2 separate regions of the Drosophila melanogaster genome follow, and region 2 is linked to region 1. The links are chromatin contacts, called in public HiChIP or PLAC-seq maps. All regions are on one chromosome and are shown on one strand. The core of a region is the stretch at or near the end of the contact, and the rest is flanking DNA. Distances in the headings are between cores, read along the strand shown. Region 1 holds the start of Pxt (Peroxinectin-like). Region 2 holds the start of CG43102.

Region 1 (4,925 bases), core at 1,216-3,715:
TAAAGGGGGCAGTCCTATATCACTGGGCCTAAATCGAGCGGGTTAAACATAAATAATTTGTACTCGTTCGTGGGCTGTTGTGTATTGAAAAGTCCGCTACTAACACACGCACACACATGCTCACTCGAACAGGCAGCACCAATACCACAACAATTTATTTTCCGCCGCGTACGGTGGGCAAATCGTAGTGCGTTGACAACCCTGCCGCAACCGCTCTCGCAGTTTGAGCGCATCCACTCTCGTTGGCGCTCTCGCTCTCTCTTTTCACATTTGGCGGCTATACACGCACACGCCGTATCCCTTTCCGTCTCACTTGCACTTGCTCGCCATCCAGGCTGAAGGCATATGGCGCTCTCGCTCGCTCGCTCACTCTCTCCCTTGCTCGCTTTATTAGTTTCTGTGTGAAACGAATGAAACGGGCAGCACAGTAATGATTTTTTCGTAATTATTTTCTATGCCGATTTTTCGCGTTTACACAGCACTGGAATGGAATGGACGAGGGGGCATCATCTCACAATTGTTTAACTTATTTTCTTTTCGTGAGTGGGAGAGAGAGGGGGGCTAACGCTTAAGATTTATAAATAATTGCCGCGCCTGCTTGGCCGCGTTTGTTGCGCGTTCACTTTTGGCCGCTGCCGTTGTCTTGAGAGGCTCTCTTTTTTTGTTCGGCTGCTTGCGTTTTCCTGCGGTTTTTCGCCAAGTGTTTATGAAGATGATGATGATGCAAGGATTCGACATCCAATCATTTGCATATGTATACACACACGCACTCACTCGCACACACACTCACACAGCCTCCAAAGTGCATCGTCGAGAGGAGAGAAACTGAATTTTTCACTCGCCCTCGGGCGAAAGTCCGGCGGCAGATTTGTTGTTGGGCCAAGAAGACTCAATATATATTTTGCGGGGCGCTTTGGTTTTTGGGGCTTTTCTTAACCAGAAATCTACATACACGCACACCACTTACACATAGAAGAATATTCACGCATTGACGACCGTCCACAGACTGGCTATATATACTAAAAACGAACTCGCGTGAGAAGACAGGGACAGGGCAGCAAACTCGGTATACGAACGGAACGAAATGAAACGATTCAAGTAGTAGTGTATGCAAGTCTTGTCTGTCTGCGCCTGGCGTTCTTTTCTCTTCTTTTTTTCGATGGTTTTTCGCCAGGCTGGGCGCTGCCAAAACGCTGATACGGCGGCCACAATCACACGCGGCTAATCGCCAGTTGGGCCCTGCACAGGCTGCACATACTTTTCACTATTAATGCGCTGTATTTCACTTATTTTTCGAACAAATTCGCAGCATGACGAAGAAGCGAGCCTGTACAAGATTAGAGCGGGTAGCACGCACGATAGTATCGATACGTACGAGTATTTGGCACTGCGATACATTATCGGTGCTCGTTTCGATAGCCCCCGATAGCTCTAGCACGAAATTTTATCGCTTTATCCATATTTTATACTATTTTTATTTATTGGACTTCAATGAATATTTATTTTACGTTCTGGTTCGCTTTTTAAATATATATGGTAATCAATAGCTGGCGAATTAGCGATATTTGAGTGTGACGCAAAAATGAGTTGGCATCGATATCGATTTCTCGCTACTCTGGGACGCCATCTTTATTGCGGTATTTTAAACGGAAACTTAACTCAAATTAAACGGCGTGCTAAAATTTTCCATTTTTTTCGAATAAAAGCACGTAAAAGTTTGTGAAGATGTAAAAGTTATAAAAACTAGAAAGCCTTATTCGTGGCCAGCGCTTTCGTTTTAGAAATACGTCAATTTAAAGTTTTTAAGGTAAATTGCAAAATTGCAATAATTGCAATAATATAATAATAATAAAATTTTGGTAAGTTATAAGAGAGTAAATACAATTTTGAAAGTTTATACCCCCGTTAACAAACCACTTGAATTTAGAGTGGCAGAACTATGCAACTACAGCGAGTTTAAACATCGATATATTCGTGATTTTTGGTTTGCTTATTATCGATTCCATACAAAACTACCGGCATAAGCAATTTTAAAATAGACGTAAACAACATCAACGTAATTAATCCACAAAAACAAATTCTTTTATTAATTTTAATTGATGCAATACATTTTAATTTTTGTGAAACTCTAAATATCAATAGTCGCCCTATGCATTGATCATTGTCACAAACATTGTTAAAATTTATTAAATTTATTTTGGTAGAACACTAGGTTTTCGATTTACTGGCTTCCGGATTTTTACTCATAGGTTTTAAAAATATTTTTTGCCAAGGATATCAACTAAAAAAATATTTGTTTATTTTTTTATAATATTAATGAAATTCTATATTGAACATTTTTATTTTTTGAACTGCTTGCACAATTTGCTAATAAGAGAAGTTGCGCTTAACAGTAAAATGTTACTGACATTAACAGCACACGTACGAGAATTACAGTACACTGCTTTCGACTTGCTGTGATATCGAGCATTCCTGGTATCGAGTGCAAAATGGCGGCATTTTAAGTTCAATTTAACACGATTAGGTTGAGCTTGTCGATTCTTTTTTAAGTATAAGCCAACAAATGTTTCATTAAACGCATAATGAGTCGCATTTTATTTATTTTGTTGCTACTTATTGTGACGCAACTGAGCGAGTTGCAGGCGGCAGCATTTTCTGTGCGCCAAAATCGTTTTGATGAAGTTCCTGATTTGCAGACTCCTGCACCTCTGGCCACTTCCACTGAATCTTCTAAGAAACCCGAAAAAGGTTGGTTACATATGTACGTTTAGTGATATAAATTGAATATCTCGGCAATTTCAAAATGGCGTAAAGGGTGAAAGTGTTCTTGTCCGCTCTCTGTGAATATAAGTTACGGTTAATCGCTCTACACTGAAAACAACTGCATAAAAAACTTTCATATTTACATAATTAACAAAATCAAATTTTTGTAAAATTAAATACAATATAATATAAAAGTATAATTGTTTCTTCAATTTTAAAATTATATTTTTATGGTTATTTTTATTTCGTAAATTGTACAAATTTGGTCTTTCTGTGTAGCTACCAGTGGTCTGCTGAAAAAATGCCTTCCCTGCAGCGATGGTATAAGATGCGTGCCCCAAATCCAGTGTCCCGCCCACGTTCGCATGGAAAGCCATGAAAAGCCCCAAATTTGCGATCTCCCGGCTGGAAAATTCGGCTACTGCTGCGAGACTGGACAGAATCACACTGCTCCCAAGCCGGAGACCTCTCCCAAGGAGCGTCGATCCGGATTTCCCACCATTCTGTCACCCGCAGTTTTGGATGAGGCGCGTCGCAATTTCGAGCACTTGATGCATGGAGTTGCGCAGATTCCGGTGCGCCGTGGCTTTCCCGATTTTGCCCATGGCCTGGTTTTCCACTCGACGGCCAAGGATGACCTTCACAACTTCGCCATATCGAACAGTGCCATTGAACAAGTGATGACCACCCAGTTGTTTGGGAAGAAGGAGCAGGTGCCCGTAGAAGATTTCATCACCAACAATGTGCCCATCAAGTTCACTGAGACTCCGCTGGCACACCATTGCCAACCGCCCCCAGTTTGCGGCAATATTCGGTCTGTTTATCGCAGCATGGACGGCACTTGCAATAATCCAGAACCACAGAGATCTCTGTGGGGTGCTGCTGGTCAACCGATGGAGCGCATGCTGCCCCCCGCCTATGAAGATGGTATCTGGACACCGCGTGCTCACTCTTCTGACGGCACTCCGCTGTTGGGCGCCCGTAAAATCTCACGAACTCTGCTCTCGGACGTTGATCGTCCTCATCCTAAGTACAATCTTATGGTGATGCAGTTTGGACAAGTCTTGGTAAGTAATCAAGTAAAAGCCACCTATTAGTGAAAGCTTAATAAAGAAATCACATGGATCTATACATATGGGTGGGGGGCCAATAAACTAGTTCTTTGGTTAATAAATAAAGTTAATATATTCATTTTCCAGGCTCATGACATTTCACAAACTTCTTCAATCCGGCTCGAGGATGGCAGCCTGGTGCAATGCTGTTCCCCCGAAGGAAAAGTAGCTCTCAGTCCTCAGCAAAGCCATTTTGCCTGCATGCCGATCCACGTTGAGCCGGATGATGAGTTCTTTTCAGCTTTTGGAGTGCGTTGTTTGAACTTTGTTAGATTGTCTTTGGTGCCTAGTCCCGACTGCCAACTCAGTTACGGCAAACAGCTGACCAAGGTGACACACTTTGTGGACGCCTCGCCGGTCTATGGATCGAGTGATGAAGCATCTCGTAGTTTAAGAGCCTTCCGCGGGGGCCGATTGCGAATGATGAATGATTTTGGTCGTGATCTGCTGCCCTTGACAAACGACAAGAAGGCATGTCCCAGTGAGGAAGCCGGAAAGTCCTGTTTCCATTCGGGTAAATCACTATTAAGCAATGTGTTTCTTATTATTAATTCTTTAATAACATATTTAACACGATTAGGTGTTATTCACTGCTCTTACTTCCATTATTGCTGATGCGGTTCTTTTTCCTTCTACATTTAGGAGATGGCCGAACAAACCAGATCATATCCCTGATCACCCTTCAAATTCTGCTTGCCCGAGAGCACAACCGTGTAGCCGGTGCACTACACGAACTAAATCCGTCAGCCAGCGATGAAACGCTTTTCCAGGAAGCTCGACGCATCGTCATTGCCGAGATGCAGCATATCACCTACAACGAGTTCTTGCCCATTATAATAGGACCACAACAGATGAAGCGCTTCCGTTTGGTGCCGCTTCACCAGGGCTATTCCCATGACTACAATGTTAATGTGAATCCAGCTATCACAAACGAATTCTCGGGCGCTGCCTATCGCATGGGCCATTCCAGGTAAGAAATATTTGATTACTGCAAACGAAAATATAATTTTAATTTATATGTCCGATTTAAGTGTTGATGGTAAGTTCCAA
Region 2 (5,335 bases), core at 2,734-5,233, 75 kb after region 1:
GGAGCAGGAGGATTGAAATGGGAATGCGAATGGAAATGGGTATGGAATGGGAATGGGATGGGGATGGGGATGGGGATGGGGGCTGGGAGCAACCGATTCCCGACCAGGCAATAAAAGTTCACCACAGGGACAGGACGGGACGGGGACAGTCGCAGGGGCAATGGGAGGTCTGCAGTTGGGCTTAGCTTTTCATTACTTTATTTTCGAATCTGGGCTCAATCTGAATCTGTCTTGCCAATAACAGCAATGCCACCAAAAAAACACCAAAAGCAACAACATCAGCCGGCGAGCGGGAAAACTGCACCGGACTCGCAGTGCTCGTTTAAATGCGGCGTCGCAATCGCATTCGTTGTTTGAAAATCCCAAATAGACAGACAGAAAGAAAACAAGAAATAAGTATATTACTCTAAAGGTTATTCAAAGCATTGCGATTCGGTGATACCCTACAAGACACAGGGCTGCCCACAGAATATGAGGCAAATAATAAAGCAGCACGCCTTTTTGTGGCACGATCGGAATGCAGATCGTATCAAAGTTACGTGTCGCTAAAATTAATCATGTATTTTGATTTAATCTTTTCCCTAGTGTTCCCATTCACAGCAAAGAATTCAGAATGGGAATAACTTCTTAGACAAAATGTTAATCAATTAATCAAGATTATTCAATCAGCTAATTTAACCAAATTCTGCCCATCTGATATTTGATACTTTTTTGGGTGGCACAACTTAAAACTCAAATATGCTATATTCAAGCAGGTTTGCAGTGATGAGGGACCAATATTATTATTATACGATTAAAAGTACAAAGTAGAAGTTCCTCAGCCTCACTGATTAGCTTCTGATAATACAAATGTGGCATATTCCATATGCCTTGACAAAGGGTATTTATAGGTCTAAGAAGGAAAACTAGGAGCCGAAGGAACTGGCGGGGCGAAAAAGAAAACAGAAATCGTTTTTGCGCAATCCTCACAGATCTGATAAGCAGTTAGAGAGCATTAGACCAGCTAGCACACACTCACAAATGGCGAACGGCAAAACAGCCAGCAAACAAACCAATAGACAAACGTAGAAACACATCCACAGCAGACCCAAAGTGTCTGGGCCACAGTCTGAGTCTGAGAGTCTGGCTCTGAAAGCCCCAGCATCAGTACAGCATCAGCATCAGCATACAGCCAGCGTCAAGTCAAAATCCGCAAGCCCCAATCCGCAATCCTCAATCCCAACTGGCCCGACCGGGCTAACTTTTGAGTGTTGCAGCACTGACTGAGCTTAGCTGGCTGGCTTGCTGGCTGGCCCGGCTCCCAAAAGATCTCCTCTGTATCCCCAGATCCCCCAGTTGCCCCGGTTCCCCCCAAATGCCCAGCTATCCCACCAATCCAATGGCTTAAGAGTCGCGACGTAACATGCAACATTACATGCCTATAATTTGTTTTCACACAGCAGGACGTTTTCACTCCATAAGACATCAGAAAGAGGTCTTAAATGGTCACATTACTGCCATTTCCAACAGCGTTCAAATGTTTAGACTTCGACTGGGAGTACGACTACGGTTGCATCTTCTACACATTTCCAATGGCCATGCCTTTTGGCCACATCTCTGCTACACAGCCTGCGGCCAATGCAATAATGTTTGCTAACTGTTATTTAATATAGTCATTATTTGGCCACAACTTGTCCCACTGAGCAAATGGCACTTCATTCCCCAATTTTCCAACGCATGCCCCGCGGCATCATTCTGCCGCATCCTCCTCGTTCGTGCACCGTTCGTTGTTGCCCGAACTTTGGCAGTCGCAACATGGGTATAGTGCATCCTACACTTTAAGACAAGTGGTGAAATGAAGTATAGGAATTTCTACATAAAATATGTCCCAAGAATATAGTTTCTTCTTTAACAAAGTAATATTTCCAAATTAAATTTTGTCAAAATTTCATTTTTTTGTAATTATACTAATTGTAACTGCCTATTTAACATGGTTTCGTTATTAGGGTAACAAATTATATAAAAATGTTTTCACTATCTAATCTTTGGAGGAAATTGATGATTATTATAACATTAAGGATTTGGATTGGATAATTTCGCTATTAGATTGATATTACATTTTAAAAGTAAATGAAATCGGCGTCTTCAATATGTTACCACCGATTTAAGTGTTTTCCTTTTAATTTCCTTTTTATGTGGAATGGGCAGGTAGAGGTAATAAATAAATCGTGAGTTTAGTGTAACAGATACGAATTACTCTTGCATCACTGCACCGATGATCGAATGCACAAGTGCCGGGGCTGGTCATCTTCAGCTCCTCCCCCTGCTCCTCCTCCGGCTCCTCCTCCTGCTCTTTATCCCACTGCATCCCAGTCTATCTGGCGGGGCATACGACCCCCCCCCCCTTCCCCTTCTCATACGCCATCTCTTTTCACAACTGAGGCTAAGCCCCAATTTGGATTATTTGTAGACATTAAATAAGCTGCGGCCACTGCAAATGCTGTTGGAATTAAGTCGCGCCAGAGTTAAAAATATCCGCGAGACGTCTCGGGATTGTCCCATTGCGAGGTTCCTAGATCGAGTTGTGCCGATAAAGGTGCAGCTGCAGATCGGCTTTGCTCGGAGGAGCTGAGGAGCAAGGAGCAGGCGAGGATAACGATGGGAGGAGGGTGGTTGAGGTGAGCTGAGGTACCAGGCAACAGAGACATCTTTACACAATTCAATTGAGTGGCGGACGGGGCATTTACATATGAGCGCACCAAGTGTCCTTTACCGTTATGGCCAGGTAACAATATAATATGAGAGACAGCAAAACAAACAACGAAACAAAGCCAACTACCAACTTCCAACTACCAACTGCTGCCCACACTAAACAAGTTAACATTAAGCGTCGGCAGCAGTCAGCAGTCAACACCGAACAATAACAATAACAATAGCAATAAAAATAAGAAACACGAGAGAGAATGGTCGAGGGGGGGGGGGGGGGGGAAGGGAAAACAAAACACGAAAAAGTATCTTCAAAATACACTTATGCTGTCTTTTTATGGCATATCTTTTACTTATTTGCCCGCACTTAAGTATCGCAGCTCTTTTCTTCAGATTTTTCCCCTTTTTATTTTCTGTTGTTTTTTTTTTTCTCAATTTGTATTTGTATTTTTATTTTCGTAAATGAAATCGAAATATGGGTCGTCGGCGCGCAGTCTGATTCCGATTCCGCTTTAATTTTTTTTCGAGCCTCCCCCCTCAAAAAAACCCCTTCGAAAATCAGAAAAATCAGAGATGAAAAAACTCCTGATCTCGAAACACACTTCCACTTCCAACAAGAGATGCGAGCAAAATTTCGAGAGCATTATTGGCACGAATTATTAACCTTTTCTTTTGCCATGCTTCATTTTTTGCTGGGATCCAAATTACTTTTTTTTGTGGATTTTTTTTTTCGGTGGTGCACTTTAAGCCCACATCTCTTTGGGGCGAGAAATTGGCCCAAACATTCATACAGCGTACGTATGTGCGGAATGAGCCACAATTCGGCACGAAAGATCGTTCCAATTGGAACATGAGACCGCGACGAGTGCACCTCCATGCATTCGCATTCGCACTCGTATTCATACTTATTCATACATAAGTCCAAAGAACTTTCACACAACTGGGTTAATGGCTAATCATCGAAAATGTAGGCGCCTTCTGATGTACCTACTTGGTATGGGAATGGGTTTGGGATCTGGTGGAGCTGACCTTGCCCACGCAGTGTGGGTACTGTGTTATGCCCTTCGATTCAACTCGATTCGATTCGATTCGGGTTTTCACCTTTCTACCGTTATGCGACGATCACTGGGAAGTTGCCACTGCGCCACTATGTGCGTTTGAATTCCGTGCGAATCGCGCGGTTAATCCCACTGATAACTGATTCACGTAGCGCGAGCGACTTGGGCCTTTTTCGGCTTCTGTTTTGGCGCTTTTATCCGCGGAGACCTCCGAACACGGCCAAATGTAATTGCCAAATGAAGATCACTCCAACAACCGGCCCTGTACTCTGCCGTGTGGTTGTTGTTGCTGCAGTCGCCAGTCGACACATGGTGAATATTCGAATTCAGATTCGGTCAGCTCAGCTGCTCAGTGCTGCACAGTGGGACCGATCGATGGTCAGATATTATTATTGTTTTTACAAGCTTGAAGAGTGTAAAACAAATTTTAAGCTAATTCACAATTTAAAAATTATATACCTAGTTATATATATCAATTAATATATTATATACCAATTATATAATAAATTAAACATTTGATAAATATATCTTAAAATACATTGCTGTACATTTGTTAGTTAATAGAATTATAGGAAACATAATAAATATTTTAATATACTGTACAGTGCTCATACTCGCGTTTCAGTTTATATTCGATAGTCATCGATTATTTAGTATCATACACTTTTTAATTTTATAATCATAATATTTATTAAAATATTCTCATACTTTAAATTTGCAAACATTCTATTTACTGAAAATGTCTTCAATTTATTAAACATATCATAACTTTTCGCGATATATTTAACTAAATAAATATCGATAATTCCCTTTTTTACGCACGCATGGCAACCCTATTGCTCAAGCCGTTGTTGTTTTTCTAATTAAGCGATTATTATTTAAAAAAAGGTACGCCCACGCCCTAGAAACCAAAACAATCTGGACATTTTAAAAGGATATATCCAAGGTTAACCTTTAGAAGTAGCTATCAATTGAAAAGCAGAAGAAAATCATACATTTCGACTGCGTTTTCATTGACCAAAATATTTGGGCGTTGACGCTGTCACGCAAGCCAAAGAAATTTGAGATCGGAGAAGTTTGTTCATTGGTGTCTCCCGGTGTTTTCCCACAGCAACATGGTAGTGCTGAGCTCCTGCTGGTCGCCCATAATTTGGTCGGATAATGTCCGGACGGGAAGCTATGCCGTGGCCGGCTATACGGCTGCGCTATCCGCCGTAATGATCACGCTGATTTCGTATATGCTAGCAGGCGGGGAGTCTGCGCAGCTCTATTCCCCGCTCTTTGAGACGGATATACGTTCGTCGATGCCCGTGGCAGGTGGCTTCTTTATCATCTACTTCCTGCTAATCATCCTGTCTTCCTATTTGGTCTACTACGGTATTAAGATCAGGTAAGACGAGCTCTGGCTTCCTATATGTACGGATATAGTCATGCTTGCATCTGTTTCTCAGCACTCGAGGATGGCTGCTACCCTGGCTGGGTCTAATTGGACTAGCCATTCTCTTCCAGTTTAGCTGGAGCCTTTGGCTTATTGGAGGCTACTATATTTATGTGAGTAGCGATTATCTTTTCCATTAACTAAAGCTAATGAA

The links. HiChIP or PLAC-seq counts read pairs in DNA pulled down with a chosen protein or histone mark.
Region 2: a POLR2A S2P HiChIP or PLAC-seq map of the Kc167 cell line shows a contact between it and region 1, with 5 times the contacts expected there. The contact joins the promoter of CG43102 here to the promoter of Pxt in region 1. A contact is called at or near these places in 54 of 107 Hi-C or Micro-C datasets (the Clone 8 cell line, the D17-c3 cell line, the Kc167 cell line and 17 more) and 4 of 6 datasets of contacts at active chromatin or transcription factors (the Kc167 cell line and the S2 cell line).

What each region holds. Positions count from the first base shown.
Region 1 is chr3R:17,716,989-17,721,913 of dm6, forward strand. It overlaps Pxt (Peroxinectin-like), which reads left to right and starts at 2,466. Exons shown (of 8, transcript NM_142391.5): 1 at 2,466-2,748; 2 at 3,043-3,830; 3 at 3,963-4,389; 4 at 4,518-4,845; 5 at 4,907-4,925. The coding sequence starts at 2,583. osa (osa,) reads right to left here and starts at 1,362. Exons shown (of 15, transcript NM_206506.2): 1 at 968-1,362.
Region 2 is chr3R:17,790,507-17,795,841 of dm6, forward strand. It overlaps CG43102, which reads right to left and starts at 3,984. Exons shown (of 17, transcript NM_142397.3): 1 at 3,677-3,984. pasi1 (pasiflora 1) reads left to right here and starts at 4,569. Exons shown (of 5, transcript NM_142398.4): 1 at 4,569-4,631; 2 at 4,855-5,133; 3 at 5,195-5,294. The coding sequence starts at 4,859.